3 separate regions of the Mus musculus genome follow, and all the other regions are linked to region 2. The links are chromatin contacts, called in public Hi-C and Micro-C maps. All regions are on one chromosome and are shown on one strand. The core of a region is the stretch at or near the end of the contact, and the rest is flanking DNA. Distances in the headings are between cores, read along the strand shown.

Evidence for each region. Hi-C and Micro-C count contacts between places; a contact is called where the count stands out from the background.
Region 1: a contact with region 2 is called in a Micro-C map of muscle stem cells, with 4 times the contacts expected there. The contact joins two enhancer-like sites. A contact is called at or near these places in 8 of 484 Hi-C or Micro-C datasets (adipose-derived mesenchymal stem cells, cochlea, forebrain and 4 more) and 1 of 9 other capture datasets (pancreatic islet).
Region 3: a Hi-C map of adipose-derived mesenchymal stem cells shows a contact between it and region 2, with 2.5 times the contacts expected there. The contact joins two enhancer-like sites. A contact is called at or near these places in 2 of 484 Hi-C or Micro-C datasets (adipose-derived mesenchymal stem cells and nephron progenitors).

Annotation. Positions count from the first base shown.
Region 1 is chr2:135,736,257-135,738,956 of GRCm38.p6, forward strand. The region is part of intron 1 of Plcb4 (phospholipase C, beta 4); the gene reads left to right. Among named protein-coding and RNA genes, the nearest start is that of Gm14210, 75 kb to the right of the region's middle. Within about 2 kb of position 1,450, at least 67 of the 459 cell types and tissues checked have an H3K27ac peak or open chromatin away from gene starts, as enhancers often do. A contact at or near this core is called in adipose-derived mesenchymal stem cells, granulosa cells and muscle stem cells, where this site is marked.
Region 2 is chr2:135,453,413-135,456,420 of GRCm38.p6, forward strand. All of the region lies in intron 31 of Plcb1 (phospholipase C, beta 1), which reads left to right. Among named protein-coding and RNA genes, the nearest start is that of Gm31993, 86 kb to the right of the region's middle. Within about 2 kb of position 1,264, at least 33 of the 459 cell types and tissues checked have an H3K27ac peak or open chromatin away from gene starts, as enhancers often do. A contact at or near this core is called in adipose-derived mesenchymal stem cells, granulosa cells and muscle stem cells, where this site is marked.
Region 3 is chr2:135,862,562-135,865,279 of GRCm38.p6, forward strand. All of the region lies in intron 3 of Plcb4 (phospholipase C, beta 4), which reads left to right. Among named protein-coding and RNA genes, the nearest start is that of Gm14210, 51 kb to the left of the region's middle. Within about 2 kb of position 1,375, at least 45 of the 459 cell types and tissues checked have an H3K27ac peak or open chromatin away from gene starts, as enhancers often do. A contact at or near this core is called in adipose-derived mesenchymal stem cells, where this site is marked.

The sequences.
Region 1 (2,700 bases), core at 200-2,699, 280 kb after region 2:
GAATAACAACAACCCACCCCACTCTTGTGGCCCTAGCATTCATACACCCTCTAAAAAGACCCCAGAATTCCAAACATCCTCACACAGGCACAGAAACTATCTGCAGCTGGAAAAATCACCCCTGCCAGAGCACGAGGCAAACCTAGCTGCTGTGGACAATCTGAAGCAGCCCCATATCCCACAGTTGGGATTAAAGTGAAAATATATTCTTATACCGTTTCTGTGGTTTTAAAAGAAACTAAAATTCAAAAATTCTTACTACACTTAATTCTGCCAGGAAACGGCAAAGAGGTTGATGAGTGACCAGAAATCCACAAGTTCGGTTTGAAGGACAACAGAGAGGGCAGGAGGATGAAGGAGAGGATGGGGGCTGTTGGATTGCCTGGTGGTTTTGAGATGGAGTCAAACACATGATTTAGCCCATAGCCTTTGGAGGAATGCCTGGACTTGAGGCCAAAGATAAAATAGTAATTTAACCCTTAACACTTACCATCATTTAGAATAATATGGATTGTACATACTCTAAAAATATTAGAGATATGTAAGCAAACTGAAGACAGTGTTTTAAAAAATCATTGGATATTTAGTGGGAAACATATTGTGTCATCTTATAGTGATGCTCCAAATATAGTGTCATCATTACGTGTAACATTTGTTTTTATTTTATTTAATGTATATATTCATGTGTATCTGTCTGAATGCGTGTGTATGCATGCCTTGCATGCCTGTGTTCGTGAATGTGTGTGTGTGTTTCTGTAAGTGCATACATCCATGAGGGCAAGATAACGATGTTGGATCCTCTAGAACAGCAGCTATTGTACCAGCTGATCTGGGTGCTTAAATCAATCTGGGGGCCTTAGGAAGAACACCAGGTTTTTCTCGTTCTTCTCTTCTTCTTTCTGATGGACTGAATATACTTTCACTGGTACCTTGAGTATCCATCTGTTCTCCGTTTCTGAGTCCCCTATGCCTGCTCGTAGCTTATCTGCCATGTGTTTGACCTTCACACTGGCATAGCTCAGACAGCATGGCCTCCTTCTCTCTTTTTCTTCTCCATTTTTCCCTTCCAGGCACCTCCTGAGCTTTGCTGCCCCGAGGTTTAACTCTAGTATGATGGTCCATTCTTATTTTATTAATGATCCTAAGGACCCTGATTTGCCCCATAACTTGATCAGATCTCCTGGATCTTAAGTGCCAAGTTCTAGAATTGCACTCAGGCTCTGTGCCCTGCAGGGACTCGTCTGTGTCTCCGTCCTTCCTTTTCTCAGTCTTTGCTCTGGGCTTTCCCTGCTGTCACCTTCTCTTGCTTTGTACCTGACCACACCAAAACTTACTGGCTGGAAACAACAGCCAGCATTTCATGTGTCTGTGGGTTGACTGGTCTCAGCCAGGCAACACGGCTCCGGGAGAGACTGGAGCAGTTGCTCTTTTTGTGGTTGGAGTGTTTGAGATGACTCATTGAACATGAGCAGTTGGCTTCAGGGATGAGCTCAGCTAGAACGTCTCCGGTCTTGTCTGGGCTGCTCCCTCCACGTGGAGTGGTCGGATCACTGAAAAGCACGAGATGCTCAGGAGGACCCTTGTCAAGCGCAAAAGCAGAAGCCACTTAAGAGAGGAGCAGCTGGATGACAAGTCCATCCTCTCTGTTGTTCTTCAAACCGAACTTGTGGATTTCTGGTCACTCATCAACCTCTTTGCCGTTTCCTGGCAGAATTAAGTGTAGTGAGAATTTTTGAATTTTAGTTTCTTTTAAAACCACAGAAACGGTATAAGAATATATTTTCACTTTAATCCCAACTGTGGGATATGGGGCTGCTTCAGATTGTCCACAGCAGCTAGGTTTGCCTCGTGCTCTGGCAGGGGTGATTTTTCCAGCTGCAGATAGTTTCTGAGCCTGTGTGAGGATGTTTGGAATTCTGGGGTCTTTTTAGAGGGTGTATGAATGCTAGGGCCACAAGAGTGGGGTGGGTTGTTGTTATTCGCTATGGGTCATGGATAAGTAGGCATGCACAAAGGAAAACCAAGAAGAAATCGGATATCCTTGCATTCTGAAGGTCACCCCAACCAGAGAGCCAGGTTTGAGAAGAGGGAAAATAGACTTGATTGATATCTTAACAGGATGAGGGCCATATAATTTGTACTACATTTTTTTTTCAACCAAGTCTGCCATGTCTCTTAATATCCTCTATTACCCACTCTGGAAACTTTTAGTTAAGTGTTAATCACCAATTGTCAGTGGCTACTGTGTCTTAGTTCAAATGCTCCCAAGAGACACTAGTGTTTGTTTCTGTCTGCCCAGCAGTCATCTGTGGTTCAGAGGGGCAGGTGTGTGCTACTGAGGGCTCTTGTTTTATTTTGAGACGCTTATGGTAGGCATGTTGTTTCAGAAGAACGATGATCAGTGTTGGCAGATGAGTGGAGATAATTTGCACGCTGAGGATTCTGTGGAGGAACTCACACTGTCTGCCTATCCAACTCCACATTCCTTTACGAGGCCAGAAAGCCCCACCTCACTCTTCTTTCTTCTAACTTTCCTGCGGCCATTCTCTTTCTTGCTTTTCATGATCATGTTGTTGTTATTATTATTATTATTGTTGTTGTTAATGTTGTTACTGTCATTATTGTTGTTGTTGTTAGTTATTATTTTAAGTTTCTTTATTTTATTTTGTTTCTTTTCTTTTTCTTTTTCCTTTCTTTTCT
Region 2 (3,008 bases), core at 14-2,513:
AGGAGGCCCTGACGCATTTTCAAAACACTTTGAAACAGGGAAACTTTCCCACCTCTCAAAAAGGCAGGCAATGCAGAAGTTGAAACATTTTCATGGCAGCTGAGAAGTCTGTCAAATTTCTTTTCTTTTTGGAGACACTGAGAATTGGAACCAGGACCTCATGCGTGCTAGAAAAGCATTCTGCTGTAAGCTTGTCCTCAGCCTGCTTCTCATTTCCATTTTGAGACAGAGTCTTGTGAAGTTGCCTGGGCTGGCCTTGAACTTGTGACTCTCTGGCTTCAGCCTCTTAAGTAGCTGACAGTACAGGCCTGTGCCACCTGTAAAACTTATGTCTCATTTATACTCATTCATCATGAGCATGTGTTGAAACAGTGACTCATAGGAGGACTTACATTTATAGGAATTATGTTGCTTCATCTTCCAAGTGGCATTTATGCATCACGTAACCAATTATGCATGATAGTTTTTATGATTGATTAGGTTATTAGTCTCTGCTTTATCATGGGATATTTTTACCCAGGATGTTTTATATTAGTTAGCATAAAATTAGACAACATATTCAGGTTTTTCAAAACCTGTTTAGAATTCTTGAATTTTTGTGGGTTGCTGAGACAGTAGGTCTCACTGCATATCCCTGACTAATCTGTTCATCCTCCTGCCTCCTTCCCATGAGTTCCTGGGATTACAGGAATGTATTACTATGCTTCACCCCACTCTGGCCACTCTTCCTCTCATGGTCATTTTAGAATGTAACAGAAGGACAATGGAAGTGACCCAATGGGCTTGTATTGAACTTAAGTGGCTGTCATTTAGAAAATATGCAAGGGAGCCAGCATTCCATGATAACCATTACTGTGGTCTTGAGTAATTCCTTCCCTGTGATGGCATGGACGGGTGATTGTTCATTGTGTCCTTGCCTGTGTACACATCTTGGAATGATACTTGTCAGTGTATCACGCTATTGTTTTGGAGAAGACATTTTCTCACTAATCTGGGAACTCTGTAAGATCAAGGCTGTTTCATGTTCCTGTCCCTTGTATCACAGGGCCAGGTACAAAGAAGTACACTTTTAAAATCTGGCTGTATGAGATAATCAGGAAATGTATTAGGAAGTGAAGGGAAAAAAATAGACATTAGTGTAAGCAGAAAATGAACCACAGGTCAGGGCTTACTGTCCACTTCCAAGCACATGCTATATATAATGTGAAGCTATGTTGGCTCTCTCACTACTGTGATTAACTGAGTACAGAACAGGGTTAGTGGAACCCAGTAGACTTTCCTGTCACAAGTGAGATGAATCATAGCTCTTGTGCTGTTATTTACCATGCTTAAATCCAGGATTCCTCAGAAAGGATTTTAATCCTCTGCATTGAACAATTTATAGAAGACCCCCCTCCCCCCAGTTTTTGAGACCTATCCAGGATATGGTCGCTGCAAACAGTAAGCTTTTGCTTTTTATCTCTGCCTTGTTACTCAAGCAGAAAAAAAAAAAGGACTGGTGTTTTAAAATTGATTTACAATAGAACTGAACTGAAGTAACCTGACCTGTGGTTATGAAATTAGCTTCACTACAGCAATAAACCATAGATGCTATATATTTTAGCCACTGATGGAAGAAAGGGGCAATTTTTCCCATTTCTATAGTTTCCTTGTAAAAGAAAAAATGATAAAGATTGATGTGAAGTAATAATGTCCCTGGGTTTCATAACACCAGCTCTTTCTTATAGCTATGGAGTAGCTTTAAAGTATTCAAAATTTACAGTTGGCATTATTCTCTAATTTCTACTTTAAATTCAGAATAAGCAAAAAGGCCTACAGCAACTTTAAGAGTCTATCCTTACGTTATAAAGATTGGCTAATAAAGGTGAATCATGAAGAGGAGAAATATTTATAGTATCTTGGTGTATATTCAGCATTTCATTAATTCCAGTGTAAATTAGACAATTTAAATTGTGTGTGTAAGAATGTATCCATAGACTACTAGCTGCTATGACAAACAGTGCCAGAACTGGCTTCTGTTAAATAATAATAGAAGTCATGCATGAATGTTCCCAGTTGGCCACCTTCTTTCTACCTTGTGGTTCAGAGTATCAGGTTCCTTTCATGCTGTGGGTCACATGACAGAGCCACATTGGCAAACTATTAAAACATCATGGTGCCCCTATGTGCTTTTTTAAAAACAATTAATATATTCTAATCCTTTTAAATAAACCATTGTTATCATTCCTGACTTCCTACTCCCTTAGTTTCTCTTCCTCTACCTCCAAGCCAAGTTTCTACTTTTGTGTACTTTCTCTATTGTTTCTTTTAATTATTATAGTTATATGACTGTGCATATATAAATATATCAACAAAACATGCTGAATCCATTTAGTGTTACTCATAGATACTTAGGGCAGCCCATTTGGTATTGGATAACCTACCATGGTCTCATCCCCAGAGAAGACTGATTCTCCCTCTCTCAGCAATAATGAATTGCCCATAATTCTTCATTTAGCGACTGGGCTTTGTGAGAGTTCCAGCATCCATGTTGGCCTGTCTACTAGTGTTGTCAGTGCTCAGGCCTTGTTTTGACTAACATATTGTTAATATTTTATAGGCGCAGCTTCCCTGTTCTATAGAGAAGGCACTGTCTCTCGGTATATGCCTTGGTCTTCTGACCTCTTTTTTGTGTTCCCTAATAATCAGGCTTGACAACCCCAGACTCAGTTGTTCTCTTCATTTTGACCATTTGTGGCGTTCTGTCTGCTTAAAAAAAAAAAAAAGCGTCATTGATGAAAGGTGAGAGCTACACTTACCTGTGCAGTATAAGGATGACTATGTAGGTTATAGTTAAAAGCTATATTAGCTTAAGAAAGTGACAGCAGTAGATATTCCTTTCGAGTCTATGACTTGATCAGTCTTGGGTAGTTGGCTAGGTTTACATTATCAGGCCTGAATTCTCTCCTACTGAGCAGGTCTTAATTCCACTAGACAAGATATAACTGCCACTATAACACCTTCAGGGT
Region 3 (2,718 bases), core at 125-2,624, 410 kb after region 2:
ACATACTCTACATTTATCCTAGAATTCATGACTTACAAAACTTAAGTTGGCAAACCCAGGCTCATGGGCTCACATACAACACACAGCTGTGCCCAAGTCATCATTCAGCTGGCCCACGAGGGTCGCAGGAAACAGGAAGGGTTATGAAGAAAAGCAAAGGTATTTTTGGCACTTGTGCAAGACTTTATCTCAAGAACACGAGCTCATTGTGCTATCTACTAAAACCTTAAGCTATGTTTGATCTCATTCCTTTGTGAAGGGAATGGACTGTTTTGATAAGCTCCTCACAGTTGTAGGGTATTTTTTTAAGTTATTCTTTTAGAACTAATAGGCAGTGAAGCTGTTTTCCTGACTTGACTTTTATGAGCCCCAGTTTTATCTCTCATCGCTTATCTGATGTGAAATGGTTGCAATATCTGAAGAAAACTTAGTTGAGTCATACAGAAATCTTAATAACTTCAGGCTCTTGGGGTATCTCTGTATGCTAACTTAGATTTTAATATTATAGAAATGCAACAGTGACCTTTACATAAAGCCTTCACAAAATTACTTTGTGATATAAGCTACCAGAGACATGGGGACTTTCTTGAGGTGACAGTACACAGTATTGATCTGCATTTTGTGGTTTATGTTATACCTATCTTTCCTTTATGCTAAACAGCACTAATTTTCATATTTTTGAGCTGGGGGAAAGGCAAGTGTTTTTTTTTTTTTTTTTTAAGTTGTATTTTCCTTGTGGGCCAGCTCATTTGACTGTGGTTAAAGAGACTATTGTCTTGGTTCTGACAGGCTTCACGCTTTAGAAATGAGTTGACAAGATAGGAAACTCCATTAGTTTGTTTTAGCTTTTTAATTTTAAGACATTTTGGGCACAGGGGCCTGAAGCAGCTGCATGTGAAGGTTTGTGACAAGTATTAATTCAGGATATTGTATTCAGTTTAGAAAACAAAATGATTACTATTTGGCACACAAGCTGTGACTTCCCAAAATTGATGTTGGCTAGAATCCTGAAATCAAGAGTTCCTTTGTCTTCCAGATATTGGCACAGAGATGGCTAAAAATGTCCAAAGCCTGCAGCTAGTAGCTTTAACTTCTCACTATATTTCCCATCATTTCTAGTTTAGGGTAGAACAAGGCTTAGGAGGTATAGTCATAGTTTGTCAAGTGTCTTCTGTGCTCTTCCTCATGGCTTGAATGTTTCAGGTCCCTTTCAATCCAAAATGATTTAACCCCAAAAGATACGTCAAGACTATCTACAGATGGAAAAACGGGGCAGCATTCCGTAACAGCCAGCCATTCTGCAGCTAACTACTCACCCTGAGCTCTCACCAAAACTCTTTCCAGAATAAACATCAGGACATGGTTCACTGCATATCTGTGGTGAAGGAATGGTTAGACTTTGATTCACAGGAATTTGTAAAGAGCCTGGAGTGTCATAGTGGCTTGTACCAACCCAGTGTTATTTTCTGAAGGACAACAGAGGAACAGATAAATCATGTCACTCGTCCAGCAGAGAAGCCTTTGGTCACCTGTAAGAAGGAAAGTGACCTTCTGCGTCCTTAAGTGGATTGTAGTATCTACTCTATGAAACTGCTCACTTCATTGTGAAATAATTCTTAGTTTCCTGATAATTTATAGTCTGTATTCCTGGCTAGGCATATAACCTATATGATAGAGTACTTACCATATGCAAGACAATAGGTTTCAGCCCTGGCACTGAAAAGTAAAAATAAACAAAATAATAGATGAATAAATGCAATTAATTATGTGCTCCTGAGATCATTGGTTTTTATCTGTGATTCTTACTCTTGACTGAAAACAAAATGACCATATTGTTCCCTCCTCGAAGTTCTTAAAGAAGTCCCCTGACTGGGCCTGAGAAGTCAGGCTAGTGGTGTGATAAGCTTCTCCTTTCTTCCATTGCCTCGGGTTTTCAGCTTCAGATCTTGCTCCATTACTGGGAGAGCTCATTTGGACTCTGCTGTCATATAGTCTTACCTTGTGTGACATAAATGGTCCATTGTCATCAGACCACTCTTCTGTTGACAGGCTTCTGAAGATTGTAGCACACACGGTCACAGAATATTTAAATGATGGCATCTGGTGGTTGGCTGAGATTGTCATACCCTTTGATCAAGCACTTCTGAAAACTGATTAAGATTTAAGCAACCACCTCTTCACCATTAGCTCATTAAAGTTGAAGTTCACCCACAGCTTACCTGTTTATCATAGGAAAAGGCCAAGTTCCTTTGCTTTTTGTTATTTTAACAAGCACCTGAAATAATTAGGTAATAAAAAGAAAAGGTTTGGGCTCATAATTTTTTGTAGGCTGTTTCCTGACCAGTCAGCTATGTCACCTTGAGATTTTGTTAGTATATAATTAGATGACAGGAGAGAACCACTCAACTATTGACTTGGAATGAAAGAGGGAAAGAAGAAGAGGTTGGGTACCAGTGGCCTCTTCAAGAGAATGCCCCCAATAACTTGAAGACCTCACACCAGGGTATGCCTCTTGAAGACCATACCACTAGCCGGAAGTTGATGGGTCAAGGACCAAGCCTTTAGCCCATGTCCTTAGGAACAACACATTAATCTAAAACAGAGCAGCATCCATGAGGATCTTGGCATTGCTTGCTGTTAGTAGATGTTAACAATTGTAAGTACTCTTTCAAGATGTTAGCAGTTGTATATATTCTTCCAAAAAGCCTTTTCTTAGTA